Regions from separate parts of the Mus musculus genome. Here all the other regions are linked to region 6. Evidence: chromatin contacts called from public HiCAR-type, HiChIP or PLAC-seq and promoter capture Hi-C data. All regions are on one chromosome and are shown on one strand. The core of a region is the stretch at or near the end of the contact, and the rest is flanking DNA. Distances in the headings are between cores, read along the strand shown.

Evidence for each region. Promoter capture Hi-C pulls out the DNA fragments that hold promoters and counts their contacts. HiCAR-type assays count read pairs that join an accessible place to other places. HiChIP or PLAC-seq counts read pairs in DNA pulled down with a chosen protein or histone mark.
Region 1: an HNF4G HiChIP or PLAC-seq map of pancreatic cancer cells shows a contact between it and region 6. The contact joins the promoter of Pfkm here to the promoter of Slc38a2 in region 6. A contact is called at or near these places in 2 of 115 datasets of contacts at active chromatin or transcription factors (astrocytes and pancreatic cancer cells).
Region 2: an H3K27ac HiChIP or PLAC-seq map of microglia shows a contact between it and region 6, with 7 times the contacts expected there. The contact joins the promoter of Tmem106c here to the promoter of Slc38a2 in region 6. A contact is called at or near these places in 2 of 39 promoter capture datasets (hippocampal neurons and pre-B cells), 1 of 484 Hi-C or Micro-C datasets (B cells) and 1 of 115 datasets of contacts at active chromatin or transcription factors (microglia).
Region 3: a promoter capture Hi-C map of hippocampal neurons shows a contact between it and region 6, with 2.2 times the contacts expected there. The contact joins the promoter of Asb8 here to the promoter of Slc38a2 in region 6.
Region 4: a HiCAR-type map of astrocytes shows a contact between it and region 6, with 2.1 times the contacts expected there. The contact joins the promoter of Kansl2 here to the promoter of Slc38a2 in region 6. A contact is called at or near these places in 4 of 39 promoter capture datasets (the C10 cell line, embryonic stem cells, hippocampal neurons and 1 more) and 3 of 115 datasets of contacts at active chromatin or transcription factors (astrocytes, embryonic stem cells and extraembryonic endoderm stem cells).
Region 5: a contact with region 6 is called in an H3K27ac HiChIP or PLAC-seq map of large pre-B cells, with 2.7 times the contacts expected there. The contact joins the enhancer-like site here to the promoter of Slc38a2 in region 6.
Region 7: a promoter capture Hi-C map of 3T3-L1-derived adipocytes shows a contact between it and region 6, with 6 times the contacts expected there. The contact joins the promoter of Slc48a1 here to the promoter of Slc38a2 in region 6. A contact is called at or near these places in 7 of 39 promoter capture datasets (the 3T3-L1 cell line, 3T3-L1-derived adipocytes, the C10 cell line and 3 more), 1 of 484 Hi-C or Micro-C datasets (B cells), 3 of 115 datasets of contacts at active chromatin or transcription factors (astrocytes, embryonic forebrain and pancreatic cancer cells) and 1 of 9 other capture datasets (embryonic stem cells).

What each region holds. Positions count from the first base shown.
Region 1 is chr15:98,105,863-98,109,867 of GRCm38.p6, forward strand. Pfkm (phosphofructokinase, muscle) reads left to right here and starts at 2,609. Exons shown (of 23, transcript NM_001163487.1): 1 at 2,609-2,749.
Region 2 is chr15:97,962,959-97,966,946 of GRCm38.p6, forward strand. It overlaps Tmem106c (transmembrane protein 106C), which reads left to right and starts at 1,271. Exons shown (of 8, transcript NM_001252153.1): 1 at 1,271-1,377; 2 at 1,882-2,072; 3 at 3,289-3,352; 4 at 3,979-3,988. The coding sequence starts at 1,892.
Region 3 is chr15:98,143,744-98,147,566 of GRCm38.p6, forward strand. It overlaps Asb8 (ankyrin repeat and SOCS box-containing 8), which reads right to left and starts at 1,959. Exons shown (of 4, transcript NM_001170710.1): 1 at 1,858-1,959.
Region 4 is chr15:98,532,249-98,536,102 of GRCm38.p6, forward strand. Kansl2 (KAT8 regulatory NSL complex subunit 2) reads right to left here and starts at 2,021. Exons shown (of 10, transcript NM_133714.5): 1 at 1,654-2,021; 2 at 1,270-1,528. The coding sequence starts at 1,520.
Region 5 is chr15:98,509,251-98,513,075 of GRCm38.p6, forward strand. No RefSeq gene overlaps it. Among named protein-coding and RNA genes, the nearest start is that of Snora34, 8.7 kb to the right of the region's middle. Within about 2 kb of position 1,386, at least 97 of the 459 cell types and tissues checked have an H3K27ac peak or open chromatin away from gene starts, as enhancers often do.
Region 6 is chr15:96,697,983-96,701,732 of GRCm38.p6, forward strand. It overlaps Slc38a2 (solute carrier family 38, member 2), which reads right to left and starts at 1,746. Exons shown (of 16, transcript NM_175121.4): 1 at 1,426-1,746; 2 at 633-835; 3 at 200-281; 4 at 1-55. The coding sequence starts at 748.
Region 7 is chr15:97,782,535-97,786,269 of GRCm38.p6, forward strand. It overlaps Slc48a1 (solute carrier family 48 (heme transporter), member 1), which reads left to right and starts at 1,831. Exons shown (of 3, transcript NM_026353.4): 1 at 1,831-2,082. The coding sequence starts at 1,947.

The DNA.
Region 1 (4,005 bases), core at 1,359-3,858, 1.4 Mb after region 6:
CACATAAGCTTATCTTTCATATCCTTTAGCTCAACGGCCCAGCTCTTCTAAGCCTTCCTCAGCCATCGAACCCTCCTTTTCACTCCCAGCTCAGCACCCTAAATCTGCCCTCAGCTTAATTATGTTTCTAATATCCTACCTGCTACTCCAAGCCCTGCTGGGGAAGCAGTTGACGGGCACTCCACCCAAGATCTCACATGGCTCATGGCTCTTTCTTCCTCCAAAGCATGGTGAATTCTCTTCCTCCCCTGTTCCTGCCTGGGGGAAAACTCGAAGTCCTGCCCATTCCACCCAGTTCATTGGTTGCTAGCATCTTTATTGATCAATCAAGAACCAGTTGGGGAACAGGACCTTTAGTGTTGACACTCAAGATTCCCAATTAAAATATCAGGCACACCTCCTACACACCACCTTTAAGATCCTCTGTCTATGCGCTACACAAATTCCTCTCTATTTCAAACCCTAAGTAGCCACTGATTTTCATAGTTTTGTCTTTTCCAGAAAGCCAGAAAGCTGGAATCTTATATAGCAGGTAGCACTTTCAGACTGCCTGATTTGCTGAGAAAGGTGCATTTAGGCTTCCACCATGTCTGCTCACGGCTTGATAATTAATTTTCCTTATTGTTGAATAGTGCTTTGTCATATCAACATACCACGCTTTCTTTACCTATTTACCTCGAGAGATGTCTTGCTTCTATTTTGGGGCAAGAGTGAACAAAGCTGCTGTAAATATGTTTGAGGGCATGATGTAACTCATTTAAGAGTTATGTGATGGCCATGTCTGTGACTGGAAACTGTTAAGTTGCCTTTAACTAATGGGCATTCTGCCAACAATGAACGATGTTCACTAATGTTCAGGTCGGCCTTGCAGTCTCACTGTATTTAATATTATCTCTTCCTATCTGAGCCATTTGATAGCTGGGTAAGAGTCTCTTAGCTCCCTGGTGGTAGAACAAATGAATGTTTTTGCGTATGTTTATTTGCCAACTGTGTTTTCTTTGATAACATATCTGTCCAGATCCTTTGCCCATTTTAAAACGTATTGTCTTTTTTACTACTGAGCTGTTAGAGGATTTTATTCGCGTATAAAGTTTATTATTTTTAAAGTTAGTTCTATGAGAGGTTTGAGTCTCCTCTGATGTGTACATACATACATACATATATACATATGTGATCAAATTCATCCCCACTCCCCATGCTTTTCCCAATCTCTTCCCCTTCGCTACCCACCCGGTTTTGTGTTCTTTTAACCCTTTAAGACCAATCTGTGCTGCCCAAACAATGTTGGATGTGGTCTTCCTCTGGAGTCAACTCATCAGGGGCTACACTCTCAGAAAACTGTCTCTCCCTGCCTCCAGCAGCTAAGGATTGCCATTTGCTCCATGGCTGGAATGGTCTGGACTTGGCTTGCACAGATTTTGTAAATGCTGTCGAAACTGCTCTGGATTCATATCTGCAGCTGCCCCGGTGTGCCCATAAGATAATTTTCCTTGCAGCCTCCCACTGCCTCTGGCCCTTCCCTTCTTTCTGACCCTTCCTTGGGAATGATTCCTGGGCCTCCTGGGTGGGGGTGCGGTCTATTATTTGTTGCACTTTGTCCAGCTGTGGTTGCTGTGTTAATCACCACCTACGACAAATAGAAACTCTCAGATGAGGGTTGAGAGAGGTAGAAGATGGGAGGTGGGTGGGGGAAAGGGTACAGAAAGGCAGACCGCACCAGCACCGGGTGGGGTTACTAGGCAGGTCTGAGGGGTCTTTCTTCTACATCCCAGTCCTTTATCAGATACATGATTTGCAAATACTGCCTTCGGTTTTATAGGTTCACTTGCATTCTTATCGTTGGCAGCCGGAATGTACATGGCAGAGGCAAAGCTAGCAGAGAAAGAAAGGGCAGTAGAGAAATCCGCCGGTCCTGGGACACAGAGTAAAGTTGACTGTGGATAAGCATTCAAGCAAAGACAAGAGGGGAGGCAGCAGAGCAGAGGGTGTGAGCTGGGGATGTTGGTGGTGCTCAGGGAACACCAGCCCAGTGTTCCTTAGAGCGCCTGCTGCAAAAGTATCTTCTGGGAGGTAGCTTTTCCCTCCCAGACTCTTGCAACCTGCTGCTGCGGACTTGAGAAGGGGCCTTTCCCTCTTTGGTCCGTGGTAGCATGCAAGCTGGATTCGCCCTCTTTCCTCTCTGAGAAATGATGCAAACGTGGAAAGACTTTTGAGGTTATTGTATAAGATATACCAGTGTTCTGTGTTTCTTAAAGGCAGGTATCTGTCTTAAGACAAAGCCTGGCACACAGACTCCAGATAAACATGTCCCTTGAAAGCGCGATAGGGGTGGTCAATTGCTGTGGTTGGATTTTAACAGTGGCACACGTTTGAATTCAAGGAATAGCAGACAAGCCAGGAGAGAAAAAGTTGGCTTAGTTGGAGACAAGATTAGCAACTAGATAAATTCTAACCCTCACCACGCACACGAGCAGCTAGCTCCCAAGATAAAGATGTGCTCGGGAAGCAAGCATGCAAGCAGCGGCCACAAGGCATCAGGGTTCTTAAGGGGTGGAGGAAGAGGAGGAGAGAGGCAAGCAGAGGGAGGCGGAGCCTCCTTGCCATTTTCGGCCTGTAGAGGTTTGGAAGCCTCTCCTCCTCCCGCGGCTGCCTCCACCTGGCTCCTCCCCGTGTTCGCCAAGCTCCCCTCCCCCTTTCCCCAAGGACAATCTGCAAGAAAGCAGCGGCGGAGGAGAGCTAAAACTACAAGGCAAGAGGGAGGCCTTGGGTGGAGAGCGAGGGGCGAAGCCAAGAGTGAGGTGGGAGCGAACGTGCCGTGCCGGGAGCAGGCGGTGGGGAGGACGGAAAGGAACAGAGGGCCAGACGTGACAAGGCATCCGAAATCGCAGGCGAGAGGGGGGATGGGTGCTGGGCACTCGTGAAGAAGCGGAGCCCCTCGGTTAACCGCCCAGCACTTGCACGCTCAGATCCCAGAGGCATGGGCAGGGGTGCTGGGCTGTGTTGCACTTGGTTGCCTGACCCCTCCCCTGGCACATATCCAGTTCAAATTGGTGCACCTATGATGCTTCCAGGCTGTGTTCCTCCTGCCCCCTGCGAGCTCACACACATACGATTCTGTATATTTATATTTAGCATCAGTGACTATGTCACATGCGTGTCACCGTGAGTCCATGAAGTATGGGGGCATACGAACTGCATGTATTTTTGTGTCCTGTGCCTCTTGACATACAAACTCAGGAGAACGTGAGCCGCTGTCACAGGCCAGCTAACCTTGGTAGGGTGAACTCGTCTCTTCCACTGAAAGCACGACATGGGGAAGTGTGGGGGCTTCTACAGGTGATGAGCCAATCTGGTGACGAACTCCAGGAATAAAAGAAAAACCCTCAGGGAAAAAGAGCCAGAACAGTTAGATAAATGTTCTTCTTTTCCAAAATTTTGGGTTCCCATTGGGTTCTCTAATCATGTAGTCTTTCTCACGACCAGCAGAAATCGAGACGTTAGCATGCCAGGTTTATGTGTGTTCATGTTGCTTTCCCGGTTTGTCACTTTCTAAGTCCTACATGTGCCTGAGTGTTTTGATTTGCTTTTTTATTTCAAATTAGCATATGAGCTATTAGTTATCTCTGGGACATTTTAGAACAAAATTTCGTTTTAGTAGACCCTCCTTTTCTCTCACCTCCCCCACCCACCCCGTGACCCCTGACTTTGCTGTGCACCCCTCTGTTCTCTTCTCCTTTCATGTCCCCTCCCCCATCCTTCATCACCTATTCTCATCTCTCTTGGTCTCGTCTCTAATTTTTAAGGGTTTACCCACACTTACTCCCGTTCATGCGTATACAGGTCTACTTTACAGGGTAGGAGCTTCATATGAGAGACAGAGGAAATGTAGTTTTTGTCTTTCTGAGTTTGGGTCACTTAATACTACACTTTGTAGATCCATCCATTTTTCTAAAAAAAAAAAAAAAAGCAATAATTTAGGCTTTTTTCTTTATAGCTGAGTAAAAT
Region 2 (3,988 bases), core at 21-2,520, 1.3 Mb after region 6:
ATCCAAACAAAAACTCCAAAACCAAGACCAACTAACAGACCAAGCTTTCCTCTTTATTTGCGCTGTGTCTATATTTATTAGGATTGTGTCCCACTGTGAGAACATGAAATCTAGGAAGATCAGAATTCTATCAGGGACCTGATTTCTTTTATCCTTCTGTCCAGAGTTCCTCATGGCCTCTTGGTCACAACACAGCTACTTTAATCTCTAATACCAAGCTCACAGTCCAGACAGGAAGAGTGAGAGGATCAGCTGAGTCTCTATCTACTTTAAGGAGACACAGAATTTTTACTAGAAAAAAATCTACAACCTTCCCCCAAACTGGGCAGAACAGTATCACCAGAGTTCATTAACTGCAACCAAACAATATGTTTTTAGCTTAGCCTTTATTTCTCCCAATATCATCAGATTTATTTAAGTAAGAGACATAGAAGTAGGGCTGGAGGGATGGCTCAGCTGTTAAGATCATTAACTGCTCTTCCAGAGGTCCTCAGTTCAATTCCAAGCAACCACATGGCGGCTCACAACCGTCTGTAATGAGATCTGATGCCCTCTTCTGGAGTGTCTGAAGACGGCTACAGGGTCGTCATTTAAATAAAATAAATCTTCTCTTGCTGTTCTTAAAACAGGGTCTCACTTTGCTGGCTGGCCTCAAACTCACGTTCTAGGCTAATTTGAATTTGTGGCGATCCTGCTGTCTCTCAGATGCTGGAAGCCCCGTGCACCATCACACAGGGCTCTTTAGCCCTCTTCGCCAGTTTCATTTCGCTTCTGTGGCACTTTAGCTTTCGGAGGAGCTCTCAAACCCTTTATGCCCATCCCACGTTTTTTGTGGATAGTGGTCCTGAAATAGGATCACCTTGCAAAACTTAGCTTTGGGTTTCATTCTTTTGACTAGCCAGCAGGACTCCGATGGAAGTTGCCTCCAATCAGGCCCCTTGTCACAGTGGTTCTCCATAAGCTCTTTAGGCATTCAGATCCTCTGCCGGGACCTAGTACAGGTTCTGGGTTTTGGGTTTCTTTATGCCCCGTGTCCCTGTGCGGAGAGAATGGCTTTGGCCGTCCTCCTCTCACACAGAAGCGCTCTGATCCGGAAGCTCAGATCTGGGGGTATAGAGGAGCGACGTTCTGTCTCCGAGCACCTCCGCGGTTCTCTGTCGCCCCCTACCGGTGGGTAGGTGCGCTGCCGCTGCGCGGCAGGAGGGACGCGCTGGAGCTCAGGGCGCAGGCGCAGGCGCTCGCGCTCGCCCGGGTCCTCGGGCGGGCTTGCGGTTCTGCGCGTGCGCACGGGCGGAGGCGCGCCGAGGACTCGCTGGAGCGGGCAGGTGGAGGGAGGAGTGGTCCCGGGAGTAACTGCCAGCAGTTGGTGCGCCACAGGTCCGGGGGCGCCCGCGTTCCCGAGCCTCGGAGGCCTGAACGCGTTCGGAACGTGGCTTTTTTTGTGCGGGGGCGTGACCTGAGCCCGCCTCCTCGGCTGGGAGTGGAGGAGAATGGGGATCGCTGAGGCCTTTAATTAATCTGGTGCCTGTTGTTTGTGTGCCCGAGGTGCAGCCTGTTTGCCTTTTGAGTTTGCAAACAGAGGGGAGGAAGCGGCGGGGTGGGGTGGGGGAGCAGGAGGGGAGATGGGGTCTTCCGGGCAGAGAGCCTAATCCAGCGAGGGCCGTCCTATTCCAGGGGGAGGGGAGGCCAGACACGACACGGGACACTGCTGCAAAAGGAAGGCCGCAGTAGGAACTGCCAGTGTTGCGCACACAGGCACACACTTAGAACAACAGCCTCTTGCTCAGTATTTTGCACTTTATGCAGAAGTGATTTTTTTTTACCTCTAGAGCGGCCCCACATGGACACTAACACGCGCTCACCACCCCCCTCCCCATATAGGAGATGACACATGGGGTCTCAGCACTCCTCTGCCCTCACATTTTGTCAGCGAAAGAAGGATGACAACCCGGAGGACTTGCTGGCTGATAGAGATCAGGAGGAAGCCATCGCTCAGTTCCCCTATGTGGAGTTCACTGGGAGAAATAGCATCACCTGTCACACCTGCCAAGGAGCAGGCTACATCCCAGCAGGTGAGACCATCGGCCATCACACGGAAAGCACTCTGGCATCTGCTCCAGCCAGCCCTCCATAGTCATAGCCCGCCCTGAATTGTAGCCAGCTCCGCTGCCCTGATAAATGGACAGACTCCAGGTTTTTTGTTTTTTGTTTTTTTTAAATCTTACACTCGGAACCCTTTCTCTTCTTCATTTCTACTCCTTTATTAATGCCTTAGTTTCTTTTCTGGTTGCTCTGATAAAATACTCTGACAATGGCAATTTAGGGGATGAAGGTTTATTCTGATTCACAGCTCCAGGTCACAGCTCCATCACTGAGGACAAGTTATACAACAGCAGCAATTTGAAATCGCTTATGTCACCTTATAGTCACAGCAAACAGCGAGCGAGGAGTGCTCGTACCTGGTTTCCCCTTCCCTATTCATTCAGAGATACAGCCTATGAAATGGGTGCCACCCACATTTAGGGAGGGTCTTCACATTTCAGTAAACCCAGTTAAGAAAATCACTCACAGACACGCCCCGTGGGCCGACCTAATCCCGTCTGTATCCACTGAGACATCTTCCTAGGCCACTCCGGGTTCCCAGCCCCTCTCTGGTTTGGAATGTTTATTTCTCTGCTGTGGGATCTGTTGACAAGGATGTTTCTCTATCGTTCTTGCTCATAAGGATGGCCACAGCATTGTGAAGGAGATATTCTAGCAGATCCTTTACAAACAAAGGCACCATGAGCAGTAGCCAGGGGTCAGCAGAATACCAGGGGGTGGGGAGTGACAGTCGGCTCAGGAGTGGGGCCTGGATTATCTGTAGCAACAGCTGCCACTAAGTTGACCCTAGGTGTTGGGGGAGTCACAGAGATTAGAGCTTTTAAGAACCTTACAAACCACACAAAGCTCCAAGTGAAAAGTGACAATGGCTTTGAGATGTTCCGAGACTTCGTCAAAGACAGCGAAGGCAAGAGCCCCCCAGCCTCAGTGCCGCAGCCCTACGGTGCTGGTAGAAGTTTTACAGTTTGTGGCGTTCTCCTTAGGCTAATCTGTTTCTTCCCCTCCAGCTTTTCTTATCCTGTCTCTACATTTACCCGTTCCTTCATCCAACCAAAAGTGTACGTTTTAGTGTCTAAGCCCAGCTGAATCTCAGCTGTGCCAGTTGACGGCGAAATGTGACAAGAAGAGGAAGGGCCACTCATACCTGGGGTTTACAGAATGAGTCTGTGTTTGCTGCTTTTCTAGAGCAAGTCAATGAGTTGGTGGCTTTGATCCCCCACAGTGACCAGAGGCTGCGTCCTCAGAGAACGTGAGTTGGCTGGCTCTCATCTGCCAATACCTTCTTCTGTTCCCAACTCCTCTCTATGAAAGAACACCAAGTAATCTTTGAGAAAGATGTCTGTTCTTATATCTGCCCTGTTTCCTTATTTTCTTTATCCACTAATTTATGATTATTACCTCATTATTTATTTATTTATTTATTTATTTATTTATTTATTGTGATACTAAGGCTTGAACCCAGGCCCTCTCACTTACTAGACAAGCACTCTTCCACTGAACGATAGCCTAGTCCTCCCCATTTCCCCTAGAACTTTTGCTTAAGTGAAATGTCTCTGTCTCGTGTTACAGTCTGGGCAAAGAAATGTGAAGCTAGAAACATCTTAAGGGTCAACTGAAAGGAAGGGGTTGGGGAAAGAGGCCGTCCTGGGAGATGAGCGGTGTTTAGGAGATAAAAGCACCGGTTTCTCTTTGGAGGGCGAATGGTGCTCAGAAGGGCTGAAGGGCCTTTTCTTGCCCCATTGCTCTGTGCCCAGTCTGTGCTTCCTGATTCTGTTCGCTTCCTTTCACTGCATCAGTATTGTGTCAATCAGGACCATTTAGGCTCCCGTATCTGGTATCTGACCGACCACGGTGACCCTGTGCTGTCGTTTGCAGAAAACAGTAT
Region 3 (3,823 bases), core at 709-3,208, 1.4 Mb after region 6:
ACCTTTGGAAGAACAGTCGGGTGCTCTTACCCACTGAGCCATCCCACCAGCCCGTAAAATATTTTCAAATATTCAAAGGAGAAAAAAAGCCGGGCAGTGGGGAAAGTAAGCATAGAACCACTCTGGAATCAACACAAATCTTTAAAACTTCAAGCCAATAAAAAAATACTTCCAATTCTGGGTAATAAGCAGATTTAAAATAAAAACATTTTAATAACTGGCTAGTCAACATGCCTGAGAAATATGGCTGTGCAAATGTGTTGAAACTACGTTATGGTAGAGAATTCTAGGATGAGCGGTGAAAGAAAATAATTCAACGTATTTAGATTCAACTACAATAAAAGCTTTAACTATGGAAGATGTGTTAAATAACAGCTATTGAGGTGGTGCATCCTTATAAAAAAAAAAAAAGCACCTATCAAAAACTGGAAAGAATGCCGGGCGTGGTGGCACACGCCTTTAATCCCCAGCACTTGGAAGGCAGAGGCAGGCAGATTTCTGAGTTCGAGGCCAGCCTGGTCTACAAAGTGAGTTCCAGGACAGCTAGGGCTACACAGAGAAACCCTGTCTCGAAAAACAAACAAACAAAAAAATCAACCCCACCCCTAAGAGTAAAGGTTATGAGAAGGTTTTTAAGTAGTGCCTGGCACATGCTGGTCCTCAATATAAATTTGTTAAATCCATATTTGAATTGGCATCACAGCATCAAGCACCCAGGATCGGACTCACCAAACCCCTGGGTTAGGTAAGTTGCTGTCAGGGTGTGACTCAGAAGCAAAAGCTTTACTGTAGAATATATATATATAATTACACATGCAACTACTAAGAAGCGCAAATTTGCGATGGGTTATCCCTTTATACATTCGATAATGTAGTATAAACTCTAGTTTCTTTTTGCTAATCAGTAGCCATTAACAGCTGTCTGAAAGGTATGCGAGGCTGTGGGTATGGCTTAGAATTCGGCAAATCCTGTTTTTTTTTTCTTAAACTTTGTAACAAAGGGGACAAAAAAGCATGGGGTTGGGAGGTGGGGTGGGCGCAAAGGTATAGTCCGGGTTTCAGCAACGGTGTTGGTCAGAGGGGACAAAGCAGAAGGCTTGACCTGATGTGGTTGTGTAAGTTCCTGGTACATTAAGCAGATGGCACTAAACCCTGCACTCATTTTATGGATGTTCCTGGCTTCCAGGCTAAGAACTCTACCTTGAAGCTCCAGGTGAAACTGTGTGCCTTTCGCAAGGACAGCATCTGCTGTCAGGATAGATCAAGATAATCAACTTCCCTGTGGCCCCCGAGGCCAGCAACCCTGCAATCTGACCCCGGTGGGTCCTTCCCTCAGCTGTGACTCGTTTGCTCCATGCCCTGTTTTTTCTTCTCCCTCCTATGGAATGTACAGAAAACTTTTTTTTTTTTTTTTTAAAGCAATGCACAAATACACTCAACAGACCCTGCTCAGGGCCGGCGTCGGCCTCGCCCCCGCGGTGACCCTTGGCCTGGCCGGAGGCTCCCAATCCCAGGACGCGGACAGCTGGAGGTTCGCAGCTGCCGGGTCTGGACGGACAGACGGACGGAGAGGGGCGGGGGCCAGGGCAGCAAAGGCCAGGGCTGCTGCGTCCCTTGCGGCAGGGACCCCCGGGCGCTCACAGCAATCCGGGCGAGTCCCGGGAGTCTCAGCCTGCACCCCGGGGCGCCGACCAGCCCCCGCCCCCACCACCCGCAAAGGCCGGGAACGGTGGCCGGGTCCGGAGGCACAGAGGCCGGGCAGGCGGCTAAGGGGCGTTCACAGGCTGCGAAGCACCGACTTGGGGGTGGGGAGGGGGGCTGGCTTCAACACCGTCCCGCACTCACGGCCGCACTCACCGAACCGCGGGTCAGATCGGTCCGGGAAGCCGCTGTCAAGGCGTGACCCGGAAGCAGAAGCGGCTCGCATCAGCCCCGGGGTTTACAGCGCAAGCCGGCCGAGTGCGTGGGCGCCTGCGCGCAGGCCAGTGTGAGCGAGCCGAGTGCGCCTGCGCAGACTGTGGACGTTGGTGGGTTCTTAAAACTTTCCTAAGGAGCTGGACGCATTCCCCTGTCGCTGCTTATAGGACGTGGGCGCGATCGCTAGATCACTCCTAGCCTCTGGCCTCGTGTCCTGGTCCAATGGTGGAGGAAAATCCCGAATTTTAAGCCTATTCTTATAAGTCTGCGTCTGTGTGGACCAGGGCATCCCATTAGTCTGCCTCCCAGAGTCTATATCTGCAAACAGTCCTGGCACCACATCCCCACCGTCTTCTCTGCTTAGCATCATCCATTTCAGAGTACAAGCGTCACATAATTGACAGAGCAAGCTGCTGGTGACTGCCTCTCAATCTTGATTTGAGGAAGCCCAGCTTATTTGAACTAACTCTCTCTCTCTCTCTCTCTCTCTCTCTCTCTCTCTCTCTCTCTCTCCCTCTCTCTCTCTCAGAATTTACCCACTACATAACAAAAGCAGGTTTGCACTTGTACACAGCAGAGGGTCTAAGGATCTAGCAAGATGAAGTACTGTAACCTGGAGGGTGGCAGTCACCTCTCTTCGGAGGTTCTGGGCCAGCTGTAGTTCAATGACCCAACACAGAAGGAAGAGTACAGGGTTCGGGCATTGGCTTTGAGACTGATGTATTTCGCTCAATTTCTCCGAGTATTATCTTTCTTGAGTGTTGGTGAAAGTATAACAACGTAAAAACAGAATTCTAGGCCTTTAGGCCCAGGCTTGGGAATGTGGCCTTTGTAAAGGTATGCTAATCAAAAAAGAGAGCAACATTCCTCTACCCACCCGCTTCCTGGGTTCAAAGAGTGCTCATTCAAAGAAAGTCACCCTGGCCATTACCAGAACCTGCAATGCAAATGTGCTATTGTTAGAGGCTCTTAGAAGCTGTCTTGAGAGTTAACAATTACCAGGTATTCCTTGTGACTCTTGTAACTTTACACTTCCTTGTGACTCTTAACTGGTATCTTTGGTATCTTCCAACAACACCCTCCCCACTTCCTTAAGTTTCGGTTTCTTCCTTTAAATACCCCCTTACCCAGCTACTCAGGGCGCCACGGTCCTCTACCCCTGCGTGGTGTATGACCATGGGCCCGAGAGCGCTCTTGAATAAAAATCCTCTTGCAATTTGCAGCAAGACCCGTTTCTTGTGGGTGATTTTGGGGTGTCGCCTCTCCTGAGTCAGAACGTGGGGGAGCCCTCACATTGTGGGTCTTTCATTGGCTGTAATAATACTTAAATATCCTTCTATTTCTAGAAAATTTGATTTTAAGTAAAAAACAAAGTCTTGCTTCCCAAATGCTTTCTCACTTGCCCAATTTCAAACCGCTGTATAGCTATCGTCATGGTACTGTACTACAAAATGGAGCTTGAGAGCACTTCATTATAAAATTGCAAAGCCTACAGTGTCTGTTCTATTTTTTTTTCTTCTTCTTCCTGAAGAAAGATAAGGACAATAATGATTCTCAATTTTAAATTTTAATATTTTTATAAAAATATTCAAACATACAGAAAAATTAGAATAGTAACATGAAATCTTTATAACATTGCCTATTTGTAAAACATTGACTTCTTGTCACATTTAAAATCTAATATTTGAGCCGGGCAGTGGTGGCGCATGCCTTTAATCCCAGCACTTGGGAGGGAGAGGCAGGCAGATTTCTGAGATCGAGGCCAGCCTGGTCTACAGAGTGAGTTCCAGGACAGCCAGGGCTACACAGAGAAACCCTGTCTCAAAAACCAAAAAAATAAAATAAAATCTAATATTGTTTTTGTCCTTTTTTCTATTTTATGTTGTTCTTGGTTTTCTTCTTTTTT
Region 4 (3,854 bases), core at 771-3,270, 1.8 Mb after region 6:
CACACGCTTCAAATCTAGAACTAGCTGTTTACAAATTACCTAGTAAAGCCATATTTTTGCACAAATTAAATACATATATGATTAAAAAAAAAACTATGATGCCCCTTCCAAAACACACACACAGTGTGCCCATTACTTAACAAGGCTTGGCAAGTGAGTCAGCGCTCCAGCATGAAGAATTAACTTAGAGTGCCAATTCAGTGACTCAGCAAACAGAAGGGCCTACCACCAAGGCCAGACAGACCACCTGAGTTCCATCACCCCCCACACAGCAGAAAGCTACCCTCCGACCACGTGTGTGTGGCAGCACGTGAATCCTCATAATAGATGTTTAAGGAAGAAGACTTTAGAGCTGCAATCCCAGAACTCCAGAAGCCGAGGCAGGAGAATTAAGGGTTAAAATCAGTCTGACCATAATCAGAACTCAAAACCTTAATTTTTCCAGCAAGCGATTAACTAAATATCTCTCCCTCAAATGGCCTTCCAGTTCTCATTATTGGCGGGGTGGGGTGGGAGGGTTGAGACAGGGTTCTGTTTAGCCCTGGCAATTCTGGAATTCAATGCTTTTACTAGGCTGGCCTGAACTCCCAAGTGCCAGGATTAAAGGCCTGCACCACTGCTGCCAGCATCATCACCTCTGAGCATTTGAGTGTTTTGACCTGCCTCCCAAAGAGTGAATATCCTTAATACCTTTTTTACAAACACACGACCTAAAACTCCGCAGATACGACCAACTCTACACATCATGTTCCCCTTTGCACTTTAAAACTGAAGGCAGGGGACAAGCATGTGGCACCAACATTCTCCCACTCCAGTTCCAGGAGACCCAACGCCCTCCCCTCAAGCATGAACGTGGTACACCAACACACATGCAGGCAAACACCCATACACATGAAAGTTCTTTAAAAAACCATAAAGGGTTGCCAAAACTGTTCCAAGCAAGGGCGAGACTGTCTCAAAAGAGGAGCCGGGGGTGGGGGAGTCTGTGACTCTGCAAGCCTAGCTTAACCTTCTGTCTGTCCTTCCGTACCAGGAGGTACTAAAACCGACTCCAGCAAATTGGCCTCTGACCTCCCCACGTGTCCCTAACCACACAAAACAAACTACCAACGGGAAATAAATGCTTCGAAATGTAATAAAAGTCTAACGGTAGGAGGTTTGGGCGTTGAAGCAGGCTCGGTGATACAACCTGTGCTTGGCGTGCATTGAAAAGTAAGAACGACTCTCGGAGCCCGAAGGCACCCATATAACCCACGCCTCTCCACGTACCCATCTTTCTTCTCGGGCTTTGGGGCAGCACTGGGGCACCTTTTTCCATTCTTCGTCGAGACGTAACTACATTGTTTGAAGGGTGCATTCTTGTCTTCAAGAATGTGCTTAATGCAGAACTCCTGCCCCTCCAGCCGCGGCTGAGAGCACGGGCGGTGAGTGAACGAACAGGAAAGGGGCTCCTGCGACCTGGGCACTGGGGTGATCCTCCCCCGATTCGTTGGCAAGACGTGAATCCGAATCCTGTTCATGCCAAAACCTGCGGGGAGGGCGGTCACACGACAGATCGAAACGGCCTTAGCCCGGCCACGAGTCCTGGTTGCGTGCTCCCGCGGCCGCCCTCCAGCCTCCCGTCACCGACCCGCCCGCCGCCCGGGCCCCTACCACGTTGGCCGAATCTCCGCAGCAGCAGACCGGAAGCGCGGCGCCTGTCCCACGCGGCACCACTGCAACGGCGCGGCACGCCCCGCCCCCACGCCCCGGCTCGCCGCCTTTGTCCCTGGCCGCCTCAGCGCTCACAGCCCCGACCCGAGCGCCTTGGCCGTCGTCCTACAAGCGCCATCTTGTCCCACGGCTCCCGGCACCGGAGAACCTGGCTCCCCGAAAGCCTAGCAACCAGAGAGGCTCCAACGCTGCAGGAGACGACGTGCCGCGCTGAGCTGACAGAGAAGGCGAGCAGCGCCTAACAGCAAAGGAGAAGCGCCCGGCACGGCGCCATCTTACCTCCCCCACCGCGCGGCACCGCGCAGCTTGCCCTCTGGCTGCTCCGCCTGCTCGGAACGCGACCCTAGACGCTGATTGGTTGCTGCGCTGAGGGTGCTGTGCTCCTATTGGTCAGAACTAACACTAGCCTGTGGAGGGCGGGACAGTGAGAGACTCCACAACGGGAGTGGCTGAAGTGAAGTGTCTGTCAGAAACTCGGCCGGTGAGTGGGCCGTCGGAAAGGCGGGCCACCGCCAGTCGCCGGATTCGGATATTTTTCCATCTGAAGGGTTCGTCTTCTGGTGGCAGTAGTCTCCAGTCTTCTCGGGCAGCTACTTCTTTACCGTCCCTACACAGCAGAAGAGTAGACATTGGGGTGGCTGGAGAAATGGCACCGACTGCTCTTCTAGAGATCCTGAGTTCAATTCCCAGCAACCACATGGTGGCTCACAACCAACTCTAACGGGATCCGATGCCCTCTTCTGCAGTGTCAGAAGACAGGGACAGTGTACTCATATGAATAAATCTTAAAAAAAAGAAAAGAAAAAAAGTGGACGGTGGCTGACCGTGTTTTCTGTTTACACATGAAAAGGTTTTATTAGTTTTCTATGGTGACCAACCAGTTCATTTAATTTTTTTTTCTTGGTCATTTCATGTAAACACTCGAACTCTTTCTATCTCATGAATCATATATATGTACTAATTAATTTTTGTAGAGCAGCCCTAAGAGGTAGACATTATTTTTTAGGTAGACATTATTTACAGATAAAGTGATGGAAAATCAAAATGACTTCTGGCATAGCGCATGCTTCTCAACGCCCTGCCGAATAGTGTATTATAGAAACAGGCTATTCCGTTTTCACGATTCTTTAAAGATTCCAACCACACCTATAGAAATCCGATGGCTCTCTGCCTTATTCTCTTCTTCTTCTCCCCCCCCCCCCGCCCCCCTTTGGAGACAGGGTTTCTCTGTGCAGCCCTGGCTGGCCTCGAACTCAGAAATCCGCCTGCCTCTGCCTCCCAACTTATTCTCTTAAGAGAGTATCTCCCACTTGGTAGTGGTGGCAGACTCCTTTAACCCCAGCACTGGGGGGGGGGGGGGGGGGGGGAAGAGTAGAAGCAGGCAGATCTCCGAGTTCGAGGCTAACTTGGTTTACAAAGCCAGTTCCAGGACAGCCAGGGCTGCACAGAGAAACCGTGTCTCAAAAACAAAAGATGAAAAAGCCACCAGGTACGGTTACGGTAGGTAGCACACACCAGTAATCTGAACACTGTGGAGAGAGGCAAGGGGGTCTCTGTGGTCAAAGACAGGATCTGGACTTGTCTCACTGAACCTGGAGTGCACCATTTTTAAAAACTTATTTGTGCCCGGCATGGTGGCGCACATGCCTTTAATCCCAGCACTCGGGAGGCAGAGGCAGGCAGATTTCTGAGTTCGAGGCCAGCCTGGTCTACAGAGTGAGTTCCAGGACTCTGAGTAGCCAGGGCTACACAGAGAAACCTTGTCTCAAAAAAACAAGGGAAAAAAAAGAGTTACAGTGGTTTGGTGTCTCTTCACACCAATAAGAATTCAGGTACATGCGTACATGATGTAAACTCTCCCATTTAAAAATAAGAAAAATGTTCACCAGCTACTGTTCCTATTGCTGTGCCTAAGACATGATCTCCTTATACAGCCATCTTGCCTCAAATAGCTACTCTCCTGCCTCAGCTTCTTTTTTTTTTTTTTTCCGAGACAGGGTTTCTCTGTATAGCCCTGGCTGTCCTGGAACTCACTTTGTAGACCAGGCTGGCCTCGAACCCAGAAATCTGCCTGCCTCTACCTCCCAAGTACTGGGATCAAAGGTGTGTGCCACCACGGCCTGGCTCTGCCTCAGCTTCTT
Region 5 (3,825 bases), core at 136-2,635, 1.8 Mb after region 6:
AACAGCAGTGGAGTGCAGGCAGCTGGAACCTAGAAGACAAGGTTTAGCTCAAAGGGCAAAGCTAGAAAGTGATTCAAGCCCTTGGAGGAGTCCCCTCCAAGAGCACTGGATATTGTTTGTTTGTTTGTTTGTTTGTTTGTTTGTTTTGAGACAGGGTTTCCTCTGTGTAGCCATGCCTGTGCTGGAATTCTGCAGACCAGGCTGGCCTCACACTCAGAGATCTGCCTGCCTCTGCCTCCTGAGCGCTGGGATTAAAGGCATGTGCCACCATGAGCCTTAATGGCAACTTGGTTTCAGTTCCCAGAACCCACGTGGCAACTCACAACCATTTATAACTCCAGTTCCAGAAGATCAGAAGCCCTCTGCTGGCCTCTGAGTGCATTAGGCACATATGCACTACACATGCACACATGCACACAAAACATCCATACACATAAACTTTAAAAAAATGTTTTTTTAAAGAAAAAATGTAAAGCAAGCTTCTAGACTCTTTTTTGTAAACATTCAGTCTTGCATTTCACTTTGGAAAGTGGCCTCTGTTATCAGCAGACTCATATGAAGTGAATATGAAAAGACACTCCCATTTAATCCCCCGGAACATACTTCTAACATTTCATAAAGCACTGTTAGAAGCTGACGGTATGGCAGAGCAGTGGTGGTGCACGCCTTTAATCCCAGCACTTGGGAGACAGAGGCAGGAGAATTTCTGAGTTCGAGGCCAGCCTGTTCTACAGAGGAAGTTCCAGGACAGCCAGGGCTACACAGAGAAACCCTGTCTTGGAGGAGGAGGAGGAGGAGGAGGAGGAGGAGGAGGAGGAGGAGGAACTAGAATGATGATAGAATAGATAGATAGATAGATAGATAGATAGATAGTAGTTAGACAGATGGTAGGGATAGATGGATATTATTGATAGATAAATAGATGATAGATAACAGAAATGTGTAATTATATAGATATCGGTATAATGATACAAAGTGACCACCTTGGGCCTTTCCCAGGACACCAAATCCCCACCCCCCCGTCTCCAAACCACAGAAAATAGTAGGGCTACATAAATATTCCTGGGGTAATGCTACATAAATATTCCTAGGATAACATGATACAACAAATGTCCATCGCTGATCTTCCAAGGTGAAAACGAATTGCTCTTGATGCACTGCGTAAGGGCACTGACCCAAAGTCAAAGACAGTTCTCACACACACACACACACACACACACACCACACACACACACACACACACACACACCACACACACACACACACACACACACACACACACACACACACACACACACACACACACATTCACATGCCCCCACTCCACATGACAGACTCTGCGATACAGGCTTTCTCCAAATGCCGCGAAGACCACACGGGGGCGCTGTCGGGCTGTGTTTTGCCCATAGTTCATCAACTTATCTCCCAAGCAACCAAGCCTTTGGTGGGCAGGGGTGGTTCAAGACCCGAAATGTAGACACATTTACAAAGAGGTGTGTCGGAGCAGCCAGCCTCGGTCCCACGCAGCATCAGTACCTGCAATGCAAGCAGCGGCAGGTCTGGGGATTGAGGGAGCACGCCACTGCACGGTCCACAGAAGCCAACTGTTTCCAGCCCCTGCTGACCCCATGTGTTGTGCTGAACATCCACCATGGTCCCTAGAGGAACTGTTTACAATGGGAAGCCTGGCGCACTCTTAACTCTCAGACTATCCGCATTGTAGAGTTGTGTTTATTAACCGTCTCTGACGTTTCACCAGCATCGGCTCCATAATAAAAGGCGTCCCAGTGGTCACCTGGATCATTAGCAAGTGTTATCCCCGATTCTGTGGTCCCAGGACCTGTAAGCTTTGCTTTCAAGAATAGGTTATAATGGAGGCTAATTTTTTCTGCCTCCTACGCAGTCAGCAGGACACTTCACTATCTGCCTTGTCCCAGAGACTCAGTAACCAGATCCAGAGTAACTCCCCTGGGCTTTCTCTTGCTTTCCAAGTTCCTGCAAAGCCATTATAGTACAGGGAATATAAGCACATTTATCCTGTGGCTGTTCTCTGCTCCCGCACTGGACACCTTTGGCCCAGGCGCTACTTTCCTATTTCCCTAGCCTGGAATACAGCATCGCGTGGGACTTGCCCAGAGTCTGTTTTATTTTTTATTTAAAATAAAGAGGGGGGGGTGTTAATGAATTCATTCTCTAAAGCACAAGCAGACGCTTTTCATTTCTCTCTCAGTTCCCATTTTGTGCACTTCCGCTTCTCAGCACATTGTCTTGAGAACGCGGATTCTGTACTTCCGTGGGTGGGCTCGCATTGCTTTCTTCCCCGGCGTTAGGGATAGATAGTCCCATGGCACATGTGTGCTCTGCCTCTGAGCTACAGGCACAGGCAGTCCTTGAGTTATGAACACGCTTCCAACATCCTTACTTTGTGATTGTTTACCACAAATGGAAATTTAAGTGAGGCTTCCTGGCCTTAGAGGAGGTGAAAGATTTTTCTGTTTGTTTAGGTTTTTTTTTTTTTTTTTGCTTTTGCTTTTGAAACGGTTTCTCTGTGTAGCCCTGGCTGTCCTGGAACTTGCTCTGTAGAATAGATTTGCCTCGAACTCAGAGACCTGCCTACCTCTGCCTCCTGATGACAGGACTAAACGTGCCGTGATAAAAGGAATTTAGTCCACTCATAGAACAATCTGACTATTAACTGACAGGATTAGATTCTCTTTTTTAAGACCTATTTATTTATTTATTATGTATACAATGTTCCGCCTACATGTATGCTTGCAAGCCAGAAGAGAGCAAAAGATCACATTACAGATAGTTGTGAGCCACCCTGTGGTTGCTGGGAAACTGGGCACCTCTGGAAAAGCAGCCAGTGCTCTTAACCACTGAGCCATCTCTCCAGCTCCAGAATTAGATTCTTATTCAAAATTTAATCTAATTACTCTCTTCTCCCTATATAAATCCACCAGTGTCGAGTTTACGCACATATTACTATAGATGCTAATTCTGAATCTATAAAATAAAAATATTATGGTTGGTTTTAATGTCAACTTGTCGCAGATTAGAATCACCGAATACGGAGCCTCGCCTGAAGACATGTTCTGAAGAAGTTGATCTGACTGGTGTGGGAAGGCCCTCCCCTGATTGTGGGTGGGCCTGGTAGCAGCTCCGATAAAAAGGTTGTTTTGGTAGGACGTTATCTCCCCTTTGTTCCTTCTGGCCTTCCCTCTCGCCATGAGTTTGTTTGCCTGGGATACGGATGATTCTCTCTGATGTCAGAATCAGTATTTATAAGTTGTCATCAAGACTAGGTACCAACAGCTCCCCAGGAACCTTCTGGACCTCTGTGTGCCAGACCAGTACTAAGCCACCCTGCCTTGGGGATGGAGCAAATATCAGCTGTTGAACTGCCCCACCCACCCACCCACCCCCACCCACCCACCCACCCCCACCACCCTCGAGAGACCATTCCTGAGGGACTAATGGGAGGCATTCAGCCATAAGGACCAAGTACTCAGGTAAGTCTCCGCTCTCTGCAATTCTGCTGTTGTTACTGTTTAAAGCCGGGAGGGCAATGTGCAAAAAGGATGACGCACAAGTGACTTAGTCACGTTTGTGAAATGTGAATAGTTCAGGAGAGACACGGCTAGAGACAGATGGTGTGGTCACTGTCACGCACAGCAAAAGTCACCCTCCGCATTCCGTCGGCAGGCTTGGCAAGAAGTACAGGGCACGGGGCCCAGCTGCTCTGTTCAGGTTCCTGGAATTCTCTCAGTGTTAAAAAAAAAAATGTAGATGGAAATTTTGAAGACATAGCCATAACAGAAAGTC
Region 6 (3,750 bases), core at 496-2,995:
CAATCGCATTGCTCAGATTAAATACTGACATTCCAAAGGAAGTAGTACCTGGATGCTACACAGAGGGAAACGATAACCAAACATATAACAATAATTAAAAGGAGAAAAACCAGCTTCGGGCAAGTCAGATTTGAAATCTAAAAGTAACACTATTCTTTGACTCCATAAAGCCAAGCACATAACAGTACTGTTAACTTACAAAGTCTGTTTCGTACTTCTTCTTCCCCAAATTTGATTCAAGTAAAAAGTTCTGGTTTTCGGGATCCACGTCGGCATAATGGCTGCAAACACATAATTTTTTTTTTTTTTAAAAAGGCCGTTGTAACCCAACTGAAAGATACGAAAACTATAGTTTACATCATGTAAAGCCCTTCAGTTCTGCTTAAGTTAATGCATGAACTAGGTGTTCTCGAAGGTAATACCATCTGTCATGCAGTAACAACCGGGTAATTTAGCAGGCTACTCTCTCCGGGGCTGTGAGCCAGGGGAGACCGAGGCTTCGGGTGAGCCTTCTGGTTCCTGGGTGTGCGCGTTAGCCTGTAACCGATGAGCAATCCCTCCAGCCCCGAGGCACCCGTGTGTGCAAGCTGGCTTTTTTTTTTTAATTTGCAAAGCACATTTCTTTTTCCCACCTTTTCAGAGCAGCCTGCTTGGTGGGGTATGAGTAGTTGAAGTCACTGTTGGAGCTGTAACTGCTGCTGTCCTCATCCGGGGAGATGTTGAACCTTCCCATTTCGGTCTTCTTCATGCTGCTCGGGAGGGACGGACGGTGTGCGGCTCGCTCGCGGCGCGGGCTTCCTTTTGTCCTTGGCGGCGCACTGGCCCTCGAGGCTGCCTGCGAAGGTAGAAGGCGGCGCGTCAGGACTGCGGCGCGCGCCCGCCCGCCCCCCCCCCGTACCACGTGACGCCGCCGAGCGGCGCAGCGCGGCTGATTCATCCCCCGCCAGGCGAGTGGAAAAGTACCAGGCGAGCGAGGGGCGGGGGCGCGGCGAGGGGCGGAAAAGTACCGACGGCGGGGCCGCGAGAACAAAGATGCGCCCGCCGAGGCGCCCCTCCAGCCGCCCCGGCGCTGAGCCCGGTCCCCCTGCCCCAGCCGGGGCTTGTTTACAGGGCGCACGCCGAGCCTAGCCTCCGGCAAGCCGGGGACTGCCCCGGGTACCCGGTCACCCGCCCCTCCTCTACCCCGGGAGGAACTGATGCAATACCGAGGGGCGATTGATTGTCAAGCCCTCGCGCGGTTCGCCTTGCCCCACGCCCGGACCGGACGATTATTTTCGAGGCACAAGACCCGATTGCAAGCAGCCGAGCGGCCCGTGCGCGATTCCCCCTTCCCCCTAACGGGAGGCTGTGGCCGGGTGGCCGCAAGCCCCCGCTCCCGCCGCCGGCGCCGCCCGCGTCCCCGCCGCCGCCCCTCCCCCGCCTCACCTCGGTGCTCTCCCTGCGAGCTGGCCCACCTCACGGCAGCGTCTCCCGTGGGCTGTCTCGGTCACACACCAGAATTGTAAAACGAGGGAAAAAATGTAACAGTGACGGAGTCCTTTTCTTTTATTTTTTTTAATAAAAAATTTTTAAAATTTCCCCGTAATCCAACAACAGGCAGAAGAGGTGGATTTTTTTTTCCTCTTTAATTATTAAAGAAAAATGAAAAAAAAGAGCGGGGAATGGCGATCACGATCCTCCGGCGGAGATTGAGGGGTAGCGGCGCGGGCGACGGCGTGGCGCGGTGTGGAGCAGCTTCCCGAGCGCGAGTTATAGCGGCGGGGCGCCGCGTCAGTGGGCGGGGCGCGGGCGTTCGCCTTTGTGTATCAACAGCACCTGGGCTCCGCCTCCCTCCCGGTTGCCCCGCACCCCGAATCGGGGGGCCAGCCGCACCCCGCTTCCCCGCGGCTCGGGGCACTGCAGCCCCGTGGGTGGCCGCCACCCGCGGCTGCTGTAATTACGGAGCCGGATCCCTTAGATTCCCTCCCAGCCCGGTCTCCAACGCTGCGTTTCGGGGACGCAGCCGGCGAGTGTGCAGTACCCTACCCTCCCAGCCCCCCCCCCCATAACCATTCCCAGCCCGTGACTTAAGATTTGATTTACGTGAAGGGTTTTTTTTTTTTTTTTTCTCCCGCAGAACTTGGGCGGGCGCTGCCACGCTGCCCAGAGGGCCGGTTTGTGTTCTCGATCTTTCCACCTAGATGTGCTTTCACTCTCCAGTGCTAGCCTGGTGGTGAATGAGAGGCGGCTCGCAGTTGCGTGTCGGCATAGACTTTTGGGTTGCACGTGCCACAGCGTACTAGGGAGGGTTTGCGTTTGACCAGCAAGCCAGACACACCTTTAATAAAAGAACCTCGGGCTGGGTTCTTCCGAGGCCGCCCAGGGGCGCCCTGTTCCCTCTTGGTGGACACTTTCCCTCCTGCTACCACCCCACCCCTGGTGCTAGCGTCTCCCCGGGCTTCCAGCGAGAGCGCCCTCGTTGGAATGTAGGCCTGGAGCTTTCTCTACAGCCCAGATCCCTCGGTGGTGCTTTTGGTCTTGCAGAGCCGGGCGGCTCAGGGGGACCCCTAGACGAGAATATTCGGTGCTGCCGGAATGGCGAGGGCCCTTCCCTTTCGGTTGAACAAAGACCCCCGAGGAGAGCGAAATGCTGGTTGAATGAAAGAATAAACAAACGAGTTTGACCTGGTGCTCTCTTCCTTTGGGGGACGTGGGAGAGATTGGGCTGGGCATAGAGGAAAGGGTTGGGTGTGATCACACTTTTTTGCCTTCAATGTTTTCCTGAGGAAATCTGCAACACTGCCTATTTCCGTGGCACGAAAGTCTTGGGGTACCTTCAGCCCGTGTCAGTGTTCATGATTGACAGGGCAGGACCCTATTTCCCCTTTACACACTGTGTTCTTCATCCTAAACCTCTGGTCCGGTCAGCCATACTTAAACAATAGCCTTAGAATGAATGCTGCACGTCCCCTCGCCCCTCTCAAGGGCGGTGGTCACTCTAGACCTAAGGAGCCAGGAACGCCTTTTTTCGGCTTGCCTATAATTAATGCTCCCCTCCTCAGTCCTACTTTTGCAGTTCTGTTTTCTAAACCATGTGGTGTCCGGACTTCATAAACCTGTGCTGTCTTGCACAGTCCTCAGATTGTTCGAATTTGTTTGTAGTCTTGTATCGACAGTCTCCCCATGGAGACCGAACTCTCCTCAGAGGGGAGGTTAGGAATCTGACATATAATCGTAGCTAAAAAAGTCTTGATTACCTTACCCCGCCCCCCTCCCAACTGCACACCCTAGTAACATCGGATAAACTCCTGTCAGGAAACGCTTGGTGGTGGACTCAGGAATCCTGGGAAATTCCTTTCTATCAGGTTTCAACTGATAAAACTCAAAAGATCTTAAACCACTTTTTCATTCTAGGTAAATCTCTTGCCCTGTTAGAGGTATTCAGGAAGTTCTGTAGGTTATTGGTTATGGCTGCAATTTGGAATACAATTAGACCTATTGTCCTTTGGACTTTTTCCATGGTTCATACTGCAGGATAGTTAAGGAGAGAGGTGGGGAGGGAGAGAAGGACTGAGGGGAAGGGAGAGGAGAGGAGAGGAGGGAGAGGGAGAGGGAGAGGGAGAGGGAGAGGGAGAGGGAGAGGGAGAGGGAGAGGGAGAGGGAGAGGGAGAGGGAGAGGGAGAGGGAGAGGGAGAGGGAGAGGGGAGAGGGAGGGAGAGGGGAGGGAGAGGGAGAGGAGAGGGAGAGGGGAGAGGGGAGGGAAAGGGAGAG
Region 7 (3,735 bases), core at 581-3,080, 1.1 Mb after region 6:
GCAGCCCGGGAGTCCTCTTGCTTTCAGTGCAGTGACATTTCTATTTGGATCCTTGACCTAAGGACTATAAAGCTTCGATGCTTCTAAATGTATTAAAATTGTGGTACTTGTTGCTGTAGTGAAAGGATGCTAGTTATTCACACTGTGAGGTCTAAGGGTGCGCCGGGTGGCCCGGCCAGAGGACTCTGGGTTGAAGAGTGCAGAAGCCCGGCTTTTGCTTTGACCTTCCCTGTCAGCAGTCCATACTGACAGCTGAGCTGGTGGAGACACGGGGCGGTTCTGCTGTGGATGCACTGCAGAGGCAGGGGCAAGCTTGCAAGGCTTGCAAGGGATTGGGGCATGAGAGTTGAGGAAAGGAAAGGAAGAAAGTGTTAGAGGCGAGTGGGTTTGGCCAGCCACTCCCCACACAGCGGCTTTGCAAAGGCGGGCGACCCCTGGTGGAAGGGTAGGGTCCTAGGCTCATCCTCAGACTCTCATCTACCTAGCTGATCCTAGGCGGGCCTGGAAATGCGTCTTTATCAGAGTCAGCTACAATTTCCGAGACAGGGTTTCTCTGTGTAGCCCTGGCTGTCCTGGAACTCGCTCTGTAGGCCAAGCTGGCCTCGAACTCAGAAATCCGCCCTTCTCTGCCTCCCAAATGCGGGGATTAAAGGCATTTGGCACCACTGCCTGGCCAACGATCACTTTTTAATTTAATAAACTAAAATGGTGGCAAACGTGTGGAGCAATCTTGTGCTGTGTGTATAACTTTTGGGAAGGAAACCCACTGCTTCGAAATATGGATAGAAAGATTTTTTTCCCCTTATTTTGGTCTTTTGAGACCGGGATTCTCTGTGTAGCCCTGGCTGACCCCTGTAGACCAGGCTAGGCTCCAACTCACCAAGATCCACCTGCTTCTGCCTAGTGAGTGCTGGGATTAATGGTGAGCACCACCACCACCTGGCTGGTAAAAAGAATGAATATGTTAATTGTTGTTATATTATTTTAGATTTTTTTTCAAGTTTTATTTTACTTATTTAATTTCGGGCAAGTTGGGGAATCAAACTAGCTCCCCAGATCTGTTTTCTTGCCTCGGCCACTTCCCAATTGCCAGGATTCCACGTGTGGGCCATCATGTGCAGTTTTATGGGTTTTCCTTGTTTGTTTTGGTTTGTGACTTTTGTGACTGGGTCTAGCTTCCCTCGAACTCAAAGAAATCTGCTTCCCTCTGCCTCCACCTCTACCAGTGTAAAGGCATGCACCACCACAGCTGGCTAGTTTCTATAGCCTTAACTTGTCCTTTTAATGAGTTTGAACTTCCCATTCAAAATTTAATCCCAGAACTCAGGAGGTAGAGGCAGAAGGGTCTCTATGAGTTCCAAGCCAACCTGGCCTACATAGGGAATTCCAAGACCGACAAGACTACGTGGAGACACCACGTCTCAAAAAAAAATTCAAAAGTATTTTAAAAATTAAAAAGTGCTCATTGGGGCTGGAGAGGTGGCTCAGCGGATAAGAGCACTGACTGCTCTTCCAAAGGTCCTGAGTTCAAACCCAGCAATCACATGGTGGCTCACAACCATCTGTAACGGGATCGGATGCCCTCTTCTGGTGTGTGTCTGAAGACAGCTACAGTGTGCTCACATATACAAAATATTTTTAAATGATCATTGTAGCCGGCTCCGGTAAAGACGGTATTTCTAGGCCAGCCAAGGCTAGATAGGTGGCGTTCTGGGGATGAGGCCAGGACCCTGCCCTTCCACCAGGGGTCGCCGGCCTTTGCCAAGCGGCGGTGTCGGGAGCGGCCTCCGGCCGGGGAGGGCGCTGTGCCGTTGGCACCGGGGGCGGGCTGGGGGCGGAGCGCCGGGCGGCAGCGGCTCTGGCTCGGGCTCGGGCTGGGGCTGGGGCTTGGGCTCCAGCTCGGGCCCTGCACCTGTGACTCGGCGGCGTTGCTCCTCCGCTGCCCCATGGCCCCGTCCCGGCTGCAGCTCGGCCTCCGCGCCGCCTACTCCGGCTTCAGCTCGGTAGCCGGCTTCTCCATCTTCTTCGTCTGGACGGTGGTCTACCGACAACCGGGGACTGCGGCGATGGGGGGTCTCGCAGGTATCCCCGGGGGACGCGGGGTGATCGGGGCGGGCTGCGCGCGGCGGCTGCGGTGGCGCTGCCCGGGGGTGGGAGCGTTGTTTACTCCAGAGAGACTGGAGACAGCGCAGGCCCGGGTTCCTGGGCAGTGCCCGGGCCTCTGGGACCTGGCGCCTTATGAACGTGGCGGGACCTAGGGTGCCCACAGCCCGCCCCTGTGGTTCGCACAGCTCTGCGGCTCCAGGGCTGTTGCGTCCCCCGCACCCTGTGAATCTACCCTCCACCCCGTGTCCACTAGAGCGTCCTCTGCGCGCCCATCTCCTGGCCACCCTCGCTCCCTCAACACGCACACTGTGCGGGATTACCGCATCTCTTATAATAAGTGGGGTTCGTGGGGAAACCCATCAGCCAGCCCCCTTCCAGCCCCAGAGGCCCTCTGCCGAGACCAGGACTGTACTGTGGACCCGGTGTCACTGGACATTCCCTTTACACCTGTGTCCATCTGCTCTGGTCGGAACCAGTGGGAATCTGCTAATCCCTGAGGGACGAGGAGGTGGCGAAGGCCCAGCCGTGCTCTCTAATGTGTAATTTTGGGTCACGCCGTTTAGCCTCTCTTGTGTGAAGGCCAAATATATTATTTACACGTATTATCATCATTTAATATTTTTTTGCTGGGCTAAACAAATCTACTCTCCTTATGTCATCTAATCCTAATAGTAGTCCTCTGAAGTAACATTATTTGTGCCCATTTTACAGTTAGAAAAAAATCAATCGAGGCTTACGGTAAATAAATAATGTGTCCAGGGTTTCAACAGCCACACGATGTGCCCCCAAGATGGCTCAGCCTTAGCCTGGCCGACCCGATTTCCATCCCTAGAACTCAGAAGGATTCAGGTTGGCATGCTAAAGGCATTAAAAGCCCTATGGAGGAAACTAACCCAACAGTACGACAGCCACATGAAGTAATATGTATGGCGAAAGTATGTGTAAGGAAAACGTTTTAAGATACAACATTTATTCCATGGCTAAAATCCTTGGCCAAAGATCTAAAAATGGAGTAACTCGAAAGAATTAATTTATGCTGGGCAGCAGTGGTGCATGCCTTTAATCCCAGCACTCGGGAGGCAGAGGCAGACGGATTTCTGAGTTCAAGGGCAGCCTAGTTTACAGAGTGGGTTCTGGGATAGCCTAGGCTACACAGAGAAATCCTGTCTCAAAAAACCAAAACAAATTCACTCATGGCCTCTGAATGCACCAAGTGCCGTTCTGAGAGAGAGAGAGGGCCGGAGGTGGGGTTTCTGCCTTATCAGAGGGCATGCACGTCTCCTAAACCTAAGGCGTGCCAAGCAAGAGACTGGGGGCACCATGAAGGTTGGGTTTGATGCTCTGGCTGGGAGTTCTCGAGCCCTGTATGGGTTGGGGGGTGGGGGGCACCTGTGGACTCCTGACCTTTCTGGAATAGCCAGCACCCAAGCCTACTTGTGCACAGAGCCTTTCCCCTCTACTGCCCTCCTCCACACTTCCTATTGGCCCTGCTGCTGCCAGGTTTGGAAGGCACTGCCTTGGCCCAGGGCTGGATGCTGAGGCTTGAGATAAGCTCTCTGGATGCTGGAGGGAGGAAAAGCTTTGCTGGGGTCAGCTGACTTGGTTCAGAGTCAGGCCAGTGGAGGGAGC